Regions from separate parts of the Zea mays genome. Here all the other regions are linked to region 3. The links are chromatin contacts, called in public Hi-C maps. All regions are on one chromosome and are shown on one strand. Each heading gives the region's core, a stretch centred on a gene start, on an enhancer-like site or on the middle of the called end of the contact. The rest is flanking DNA. Distances are from core to core; before and after follow the strand shown. Region 1 holds the start of LOC100501706 (Endoglucanase 25). Region 2 holds the start of LOC100382229. Region 3 holds the start of LOC100194062.

The links. A called contact is a pair of places that touch in the nucleus more often than the background predicts.
Region 1: a contact with region 3 is called in a Hi-C map of ear, with 2.2 times the contacts expected there. The contact joins the promoter of LOC100501706 here to the promoter of LOC100194062 in region 3. A contact is called at or near these places in 2 of 25 Hi-C or Micro-C datasets (ear and tassel).
Region 2: a contact with region 3 is called in a Hi-C map of ear, with 5 times the contacts expected there. The contact joins the promoter of LOC100382229 here to the promoter of LOC100194062 in region 3. A contact is called at or near these places in 3 of 25 Hi-C or Micro-C datasets (ear, endosperm and tassel).

The regions. Positions count from the first base shown.
Region 1 is chr1:54,270,644-54,273,519 of Zm-B73-REFERENCE-NAM-5.0, forward strand. It overlaps LOC100501706 (Endoglucanase 25), which reads right to left and starts at 1,356. Exons shown (of 6, transcript NM_001196379.1): 1 at 748-1,356; 2 at 1-258. The coding sequence starts at 1,129.
Region 2 is chr1:54,372,207-54,375,338 of Zm-B73-REFERENCE-NAM-5.0, forward strand. It overlaps LOC100382229, which reads left to right and starts at 1,657. Exons shown (of 18, transcript NM_001363303.1): 1 at 1,657-2,193; 2 at 2,409-2,535; 3 at 2,653-2,724; 4 at 2,820-2,894; 5 at 3,008-3,079. The coding sequence starts at 1,923.
Region 3 is chr1:53,929,405-53,932,299 of Zm-B73-REFERENCE-NAM-5.0, forward strand. It overlaps LOC100194062, which reads left to right and starts at 1,552. Exons shown (of 3, transcript NM_001139118.1): 1 at 1,552-2,100. The coding sequence starts at 1,665.

The sequences.
Region 1 (2,876 bases), core at 106-2,605, 340 kb after region 3:
AGAAGTAATCTGAACCCCACTTGATAATGTCACGGACATGGCCAAGTTCCCCAGCAGCATCGTACTTAGCACTGTACTCAATGACGCTCCAGCTGAGGAGGGTCATGGAGAAGGCAGCTGGGAAATTGAATTTGACAGCGTCGCCAGCATCATAGTACCCGCCGACCAGGCTTCGCCGAACTGCAGGATCAGAAAGTCCGTCCTTCATGCAAGAGTTACCACGCCATGGTATATTGTTGTGCTTCGGAAGCTTCCCGGCTGCAGCAAATTGAACAAGGAAGATATCAACGAAATGTAACTTTTTTATTCGGAAATCACTTGTTCAAAATGCAGCTTAACCATCTAACTTGGATTTTCAGCTAAGAGCGCCTTAAATAAGTTTCAATAAAATCGCGCTGCAGGTTTCCTATAGCCTTTTCCCCTAAAAAAGCGCCCTAAATACCGTCTTTTGAACTGGCGTTCCAAATCACTTCACTAGAAAAATGATGAATTCAAAAAATGTTGATACTTCGCTGTCCACAAACCAGAAGAAACAGCACAGAAAACTGAACTGATATTTCCTATTCTATTAAAGAAAATTGTCTTAGAAATCAATCTTTGGCACGTAAGTTTCTCGAATCAGCTGAGACGGCCTCAGTATTTCTAAGTTCTAACGCATCGCCATCACAGACACATTAAAAAAACAATCTTTCCAACACTCCGCCCACGCAATGGCAAAACCACAGAAGAAACAGAGTTACTACTCACATCTCTGGCCATTGAAGAACATGAGCGCCTTGTGCAGCGCGACGGTGTAGTCGTCGGGCGGCGGCGGCGGGCGGTGGCGCCTGGGGATGGCCTTGGCGATCCCGGCCACGACCCCCGCGAATACGGCGGCGGCGAGGAGCACCCCGAGCGTCCAGACGAAGAGCTTGCGGCTGACGACGAGGCAACCGATGTCGACGTACTTCTTCTTCTTGCGGCCCGGGTCCCCGGGCCCCGCCAGCAGCCAGCTCTGCTGCGTCTCGTCGAGCGTCCGCGACAGCGCGCCCCGGTCGATGTCCAGGTTCCGGCTGCGGTCGTCGTCCGTGGCCGAGTCGTGGCATATCTCCAGCGGCCCGCCCCAGGGGTCCCTCCCGTACATGCTCATCTCGCCCCTCCCCGCCTAACTAAGACCCTGTCAACAAGGTACAGCCTCCCCTTCCTCCTCCTAAATGCCACCGCGCCGGTCGATGCCTCCTCGTGAGACGACGGGCGCAGCGCGATCTTCCGGCGGCGCTGGTGAGGGGGGATACCGGGATAGGCGAGCTGGAGCTGAGGCCTGGTGAAGTGGGATTTGCTGGGACTGGCCGACTGGGAGAGAGGGCGGCCCGAATGGTGGCGGTGGGAGGGAAGGTGGCGGTGGGACTAGGAGTGGGATAGGACGGATGTCTGCTGTACTTGGTTGCTGGCTTGTTTCGGAGAGATTTTGTAGTAGTGTACTCTAGTGTGGTGATGGCATGTTGGGTTCCTCGTCCGGGACGATCAGTGCACGTTTCGTGCTCACCTGTTTGGTGCCGAGTCTTTGTTTTATCGCTGTCAAGTATCTACAGGTGTTTCGACAGAGTTTTAGATGCTTCAGGATGGCCGACTATCCTGCATCACTTTTATTTGTTTATAAAAGCTGATCCTTCTTGAATGTCTGAGAATCTGAGTCGTTGGCTTCCTTCTTCAATAAATTACTGTGGTATTTTCTTACTTAGATAAAATAATACAATATTTTCTTAGTCAACCAGGCCCTAAATTATAAATTATTTCAAACTTATATAAATTATTATTATTATACTAAATAAGTATTATTAGATTCTAAGATATCTAAGATAAGCACGTTTAACCTAGAAATTCTTTCGAAATAGGTTTAAAAATGTGAATCTTATTGGTATAAATATTCTATTAATCCTATTAAATCTTAGGCTAGAATTTCCCACATGATCTAAGACAAAGGTAGGGTGGCCCTAACCCTAAACCCTTCTCTGCATTCCTTCTTTCAAACCTAGCATGCGCTACCTTAGTGACAATATCATCATGTCATTCTTTCCTTGCAAGGAAAATATAATAAGTTGGCCGTCTACAATAAAACAAGGTCACAAAATAATTATAGTCCAAATACTTATTAAACAGTCTAGCAATGAGGTTTTTATGAGATGTATTTGACTTTTTCCACCTCATGTCTTTGAATCCTAAACATACTACACATTTGTACTTGGATGTATCAGGTGAAGTGGTTCTCATTCCCATGCTTGACGACGTTTCTCTTTGGGGGACTTAATGATATTGTCGACAAGTTGAGATCCATACTTTAACTTTTATTGTGTTACTTATTTTTGTCTAATTGTATTCTCGTATTCATGTCTAAAATTTATCCACTCAATCACATTTCTACTATTGTGTTAAAAATAGTCATTACATGCCACAATATCAAATTGAAGTTTTTCTTAGATGATATAATCAATCTCATCATACTCAACCATATGACCACACCAATGCCCTATTCCTAGTTTAAAATGAACTAGACCATAGTGGGCTTCAACACCGTATTTGCACAATACTAAAAGGCTATGATATGGTCAGTCTCTTTCTCCTTTTGTTTTGGCATCTAGATAATGACACTTAGGTTGATACATCTACTCACTGAAATGCCACTTCATATATTGTGTTGTAAACGTTGACGAGTTATTAATTTTAGGCAGACAAATACAAGGTTTTTGAGAAACAAATATGTGCTTACTTCATTCTTGTTAGCACACTCAAACTCAAGCAAAGTTCTAGGTGCAATCATAGACCTCTGAAGTCGCAATGAGGAGGTTCTCAAGCCATTCACTAGTGATCGTCATTGGCAAAGTGATAGTCGCCTAGAG
Region 2 (3,132 bases), core at 407-2,906, 440 kb after region 3:
CACCTGCCACAAATCCTGGCTTCGGTCCCTATACGCACGCAGCCTGGTTTCATTTAAAAAAGAAATTAGCTATGCAGCTGAGCTCATAGAAAAGAAACTTCCAACATAGCAGGAATGATGAAAATTAAGGAAAGCAATAATGCTCTAAGGTCCCAATTACAGCGTGTTTCTACTCCTTATGTCGAGGCTCTTTACACGTAACACTTGCACAACTTACTTATTGTGTTTCCTTCTCCCTTCTCGAATGAAAGGTTCCAAGAAGGAAGGCTATGGCTATTGCTCTGCTCTAAGGTTGTTTTCAACACCGGCATCATGCCATTAAACGCACGAGACTTGCTGTGCTATGAATTGGTGACTGTTTCTATGGTTTTGTGTAGGGATTGTGTGTGTGTGGGTCCGTTAGGACACTGTAGGGGCTAGTTTAGAAGGAAGGGGAGACAACCCAAGGGATAAGAAATTTTATATAGATAACTAAATATCTTATTTGAATGTCATCTCTGGAAGATTGCTACCTAGAAAATAACATACACCCTAAAACTACCTCAAGCAGACTCATTATCCACTCACTATCTCCCTCTCTATTTTAAATTTCACTCTACAAACAGTATAACCTATAGAGCAAAACAATAATTTCTATGGTCGTTTACATAGCCTGCTAGAGATAACCTAACAGAATTTGAGTTTTCAAACTAGCCCGTAGAATTAAATATCTACCCTTGCAAAGTTAGGGAGGTTAAATGTACGTGTACCCATCCAGGGAGTAAGTATGTGCCACGAAGTCACTCTTTGAGACTACTATTCTGTGCCACCGCAATTATACAGGCTTCAATCAATCATCACAAATCCCCATCACGGCCTTCAAAGCTTGAAAAAAACAGTTGTGAAGAAAGGACCTCTGTGTTTAGCATTACAATCCTCAAATCCAGTAGAACACACGAGCTGAAACCGATGCTTGAAAATTGTGAACAAAACACTATTTTATACTATAAACTGCATTTTTTATAGAGTATGTTTTAATATGAGTATGAAGATGAGTAAACTGTTAGATAACCTTAACCATGCTGCGGTCAAAAAAAAAGGGGACAAAAATGCAGTTCGTAGAAGATGCGTGTGTGTGTTCCGGTTCTAAAAAAAAAGGCAAGATGCCACAGTGAACAGTGATGAAACTATGAAAGATGAGAGATATATCATATATAGATGAGAAACAGCAGAACTGAGGTCAGAGTCAGACAGGCGGGTCTTCTCCGTCGGAGAAAAATCAGAGAAAACCTTTACCAGGTTCCATCTAGGTGTCGTTTTATCTGGAATTTTGCAACACCATCCCGGCCCGCAGCATCAAATTGACTTCACTGTGGGCACGAGGACTATCAGTCCCAACCGACGTCACGTCCCAACGGCCGTGGCTTATCTTCGCAAATCGAGGCTCCCTGTCGCCGGAGCAACTCTCGGCGCGTTCCGGTTCAGCGATCTCTACAGTTTTTCTTCTTCTTCTGAAACACCTTTGTATGTCTCTCTGCATTTTCCACCAACCAAAAGATTCTACAGAGAAGCACGCCAAATGATGGGCGATAGTGTTTGTTTAATCCCCCACCTAATTGCCTCTCCTCTTTAGAACAACCGTCATCATCACTAATCTCTGAATCGGCACCGTCACCACGAACAAACACTAGCGCAGGCGCAGTACGGTACGGGCATGCTCAGGACTTGCCGTAGAACGAGGGTTATGCCGCGTGCGGATGACTGCTAGCTCTTTCTTGCTCAGGCAGCGGTAGGAGTGGGCTGGGCGTGCTTGGACTAGCTAGCTAGCTAGTGCTCCATTCCATCGGAGCCTGGCTTCGCTTTCAAGTCAAGTCGACGCCACCATTTCCCCCGGCCCGTCCTGTCTATTGGCTCCGTTGGGTGCACTGACTGCACACCTCATCATGAGGCGCATCATGGAGTTCGGTTGTGGTGCAGGTGGTTGCTGTTCTGCTGCGCCCCCCACGAGCTTTTTGCTGAGTGGCAGTGTCCGCTGGGCTGGGCGACCTAAAACCGCACCTCGGGGCCGCGACCTCGGCATGCAGGGTTCCGCGCGCACGGAGCAGCCAGCAGCTGGGTGCAGCCGGAGGACGACGATGGGGTTCCTTCTCGCCGTGGCCGTCCTGCTCTCCGCGTGCGCGCAACAGTGCTCGGGCACGACAGACAGCCAGGACAGTGAGTACCATGCATTCAGTACCATGCATTTTTCACTTGCTCTCAGATCGATACCGTTCTCTTCTCTTCTCTGCTCGATTGCTCTGGCTTCTCTCTGCCCATGATCAGGGAACTGTGATACTAGTAGTTCCCTTAGTAAAAAGTGAAAGATCTACTCAAGTACGTAGTAGAGTAGGAAAAAAAAGAATCAATTGAAACGAGGAGTTCCGTTGCAGCTTCCGTGCTCCGGGCGTTGATGGATCAGTGGCAGAACGCGCCGCCGTCCTGGGGCCAGTCCGACGATCCCTGCGGAGAGTCGCCGTGGGAGGGCGTGACGTGCGGCGGCGACAAAGTGATCTCCATGTAGGTGTCCGTCCGCGCGCACAGCTCTGACACAAAAAAAAAAAAAACTCCACTGCACACTCATTCCACTATACTCAGTCTGCTTGAGCTTGACTTGCATGCATGGGACTCTTTCAGAAAACTTTCCACCATGGGCATCCAAGGAAGTCTAGCTGCTGACATAGGCCAGCTCAGTGACCTGCAATCCATGTATGTGGAATCACTCACCCAGCTAATAATTACTGCTCTTGCAGTTTGCCACGGTGAAGTGTGAACCATTGGCTTGGCTAATCGTGCGTGTGCAGGGACCTGTCATTCAACAACGAACTCGGCGGCGTGCTCACTCCGACCATCGGGAACCTGAAGCAGCTCACCACCTTGTAAGTTCTTGATGACGCGTCACTCCTGTGTGTTTCTTCTCCTTCTTAGTTTCTCTGCTGCCTTGTTTTGTTTTGAGAAGGTAAACAGTAACGGTTTCTCTTTTTTTGTGCAGGATTCTGTCCGGTTGCAGTTTCCATGGCACCATCCCCGATGAGCTAGGAAGCCTGCCAAAGCTGTCCTACATGTAAGAACTCCTCGTTCTAGCTGTAGTGTCCGTCCTTCTCGCGCTTCTGAAGC
Region 3 (2,895 bases), core at 302-2,801:
CCGAGGGCCGAATGGTTCGCAATCTGTCGTATAGTCACCTGATGACCGGACCGGACAGTCCGTGTGTGTACAGAGGTGGCGAAGTTCGTCAACAACATCTAGATTTCGTTGCCGGGAGGGATCCTGTTGGGGAGGAGAGATCCTATGATTTGTTTTGGTGTCGGTAGGCCATCTAAGACGCATTTAAACGACGTAGACTCGGAGTGAGGTGAATATTAGAGAAAGAAAAGTACGTTACTGTCTAATTCTAGGGTAAAATGCAAAGATCGAAAAATATATTGATTGATTATTGGTGTTTGCAATCGGTCGTACCCCTTAGTATATATAGGGGAGGTCTAGATTTGTTTCTAGCCGTACCCCTTAGTATATATAGGGTTGGTCTAGATTTGTTTCTAGACGTCTGACAACAGCAATCACAACTTTAGAGTCATAAACTTGTGCGCGGCTTTAGAAGGATAAACTCGTGCGAAAAAGGGTTAGTTGTGCCTGATTTGATCTATTCGCGAACTGTCCGCCCTCCGCGCCTATGGGTGGGCCAGACGGTTCGGACCGTTCATCCGTGTCTAGTGCCACAAATGATGCTCTTTTCCGGTCGGAAATTAGCTGCTGACGAATGCCTGTTTCCTCAATTTGTTTATGCACGATTTGAAGTCTTGTTATTGAAGTCGTTCCCATAACTGTAGTGTGCTTATTGTTCCTAGTGCATAATGATGCGTTAAATTGCTCACATTCCATGGGCCATGGTTGAGCAAGACTTGGAACATTTCCAGGAGTCCACTTAAATTGAATCTCCTATATTTTTAAACGTGCTTCCTACCTAAATCTTTCTTTCGCACAACAATTCCATCATCTTAAACACCCTATATTTTTAAATGTGCCACGTAAGCAATATGTTTAATTGCAACAATGAGATTGGTGTCACGAAATGGGCGCAATAAAAGTAAAATGAAATAAAAATGACTAGTGCACTTTAGGATGACTTCGGAATGCAAGTGTATAATTCTGAGCTACATGGTTTTAAGACAAAAACGAATACACTTATATGTGTGTCTAATAATTTTATTTCACACATACAGGGAAATTGTAACACCTTAAATCCATCAATTAAAACAATCTAATTTGATTCACTTTCATTGGAATTTTTTTTGAATAATTAAAGTAGTGATGTAACAAGGTTTAACAAATTTTGGTGAATAACTAAACCTACTGAGTGATTGATTTCATTTATTATTGTATCATGATTTTTTGTGTGAAGTCTAATTTATTAAAATAATAGTTTTGTCAAATTTTTTCGAGGATTAGATAACTTAAATCATATAATATTATTTATTATGATTTCTTTGGAATATATATATATATATATTATGTGAATTTGGAAAAAAACAAAAGAAAAAAAGTGAGAAACGAACGCTCGGCCAGAAGCCAGGCATTCATTCTCGCGTCTTTCTTTTTCTTTATTGTGCACAGGACAGGTGGGTCCCACATGGTGTCCCTCTCTCGACCCTTTCTTCTCCCTGTGTTGCTTGCCAGCCGAGCCGACGCAGCCACGACTGCTCGTCTCTCTGCCACCGCGCGCAGTCCCGCCTGCTTCTGCGCCGTTGTGCTCAGCCTCACCCACGTCTGATCCGTTTCCTCCATGTCGCGGCTGTTTCTCCTTACGACCAATGCAGCCGCCATCAATGGTTGAAAACGGAAGCTTCAATGCGTTCAATCGGCCGCCACGACTTAATTCTCCCCTCCGTGATTCTCTCCTTCTCCCAGCTATAAAGCGTGCTTGCCAGTCCTCATTTCCAAAGCCCCAACACTCAATCTCTGCTCTCCTCCTTGCACACGCTTGCACAGCCTCTATCATCGTGTTCTGTACGCCGCGAGCTCTGCTCCCCCTGCTCACTGCCCACACACAACAATCGTGCTGCCACTCACGGTCGTTAGCTTGTTCGAGCTCTGCTTCCGTGCACAGCGCGAAGACGAGACCTATTGCCCCTTGTCGGAGCTCCGCCCTTCGCTGCTGGTGCTCCTTCCTCTGCTTCCCTGCAGCGCCGTCCGCCGTCGCCGATCTCGACGCCGTTCTTCCCCTCTCCTGTTCGACATTGCTGCGAGGTACAAGATGAGCAATATGTAGCTTAGCCTCTAACTTTTTTTTGTGTAGAACTCGTTTATATGTTTAGTTCAAAAGAGTTAAATTAGGTCCCTGTAATCCTATGTGATACACCCCAAAGTTTATAGTTAATAGAGGATCTAATCCCTGCATCGTTTTGTTATTTCAAATTTATATATTTTAGAGTTAGAATGACGTGTAATTTGAATTATTAGCTTCATGTGTGTGTGATAAAATATTTTATCTAGTATCTCTGCTGTCTTTTACATTTGTGCATTTTAATATGAATATAGTAGTTGAGAATTAATTTAAATATAGGTTCTATAAAAGTTAAGTCAAAGGGAAATACAACTCAAGTAACTTATACTTAGTGGTAGTAAATAGAGGTTTAGACTATTAATCTAAAAGTGTTGAAACGGTTGAACTACTGATCATGACGACCATAGTTTAAATAGTAGCTTAATATAAGTTATCTAATGATCCTTAGATTATATCTATTAAATATTATTATAGTGCCGTGAGGTAGATTTGCAAATGAAAAGTTCAAAAGGAAATATTACCCACGTGCTTTCCGATAGAAATACAATAAATTAACTCTTAATTTTCTAGATTCCATAAATTTTGAGCTAGCGTTATATTTACGGATTTTTTTTAAATGAATCTATATAGTGTGTGTGTTTCCATGATTAATTTACCATATAGTCTTTTATAGGAAAATGGTGAAACAAAATAATTAGTAAGTCATGTCATTAGCAAATAAGATGATCGTCGATATGGATAGACTTATATTATAGTTG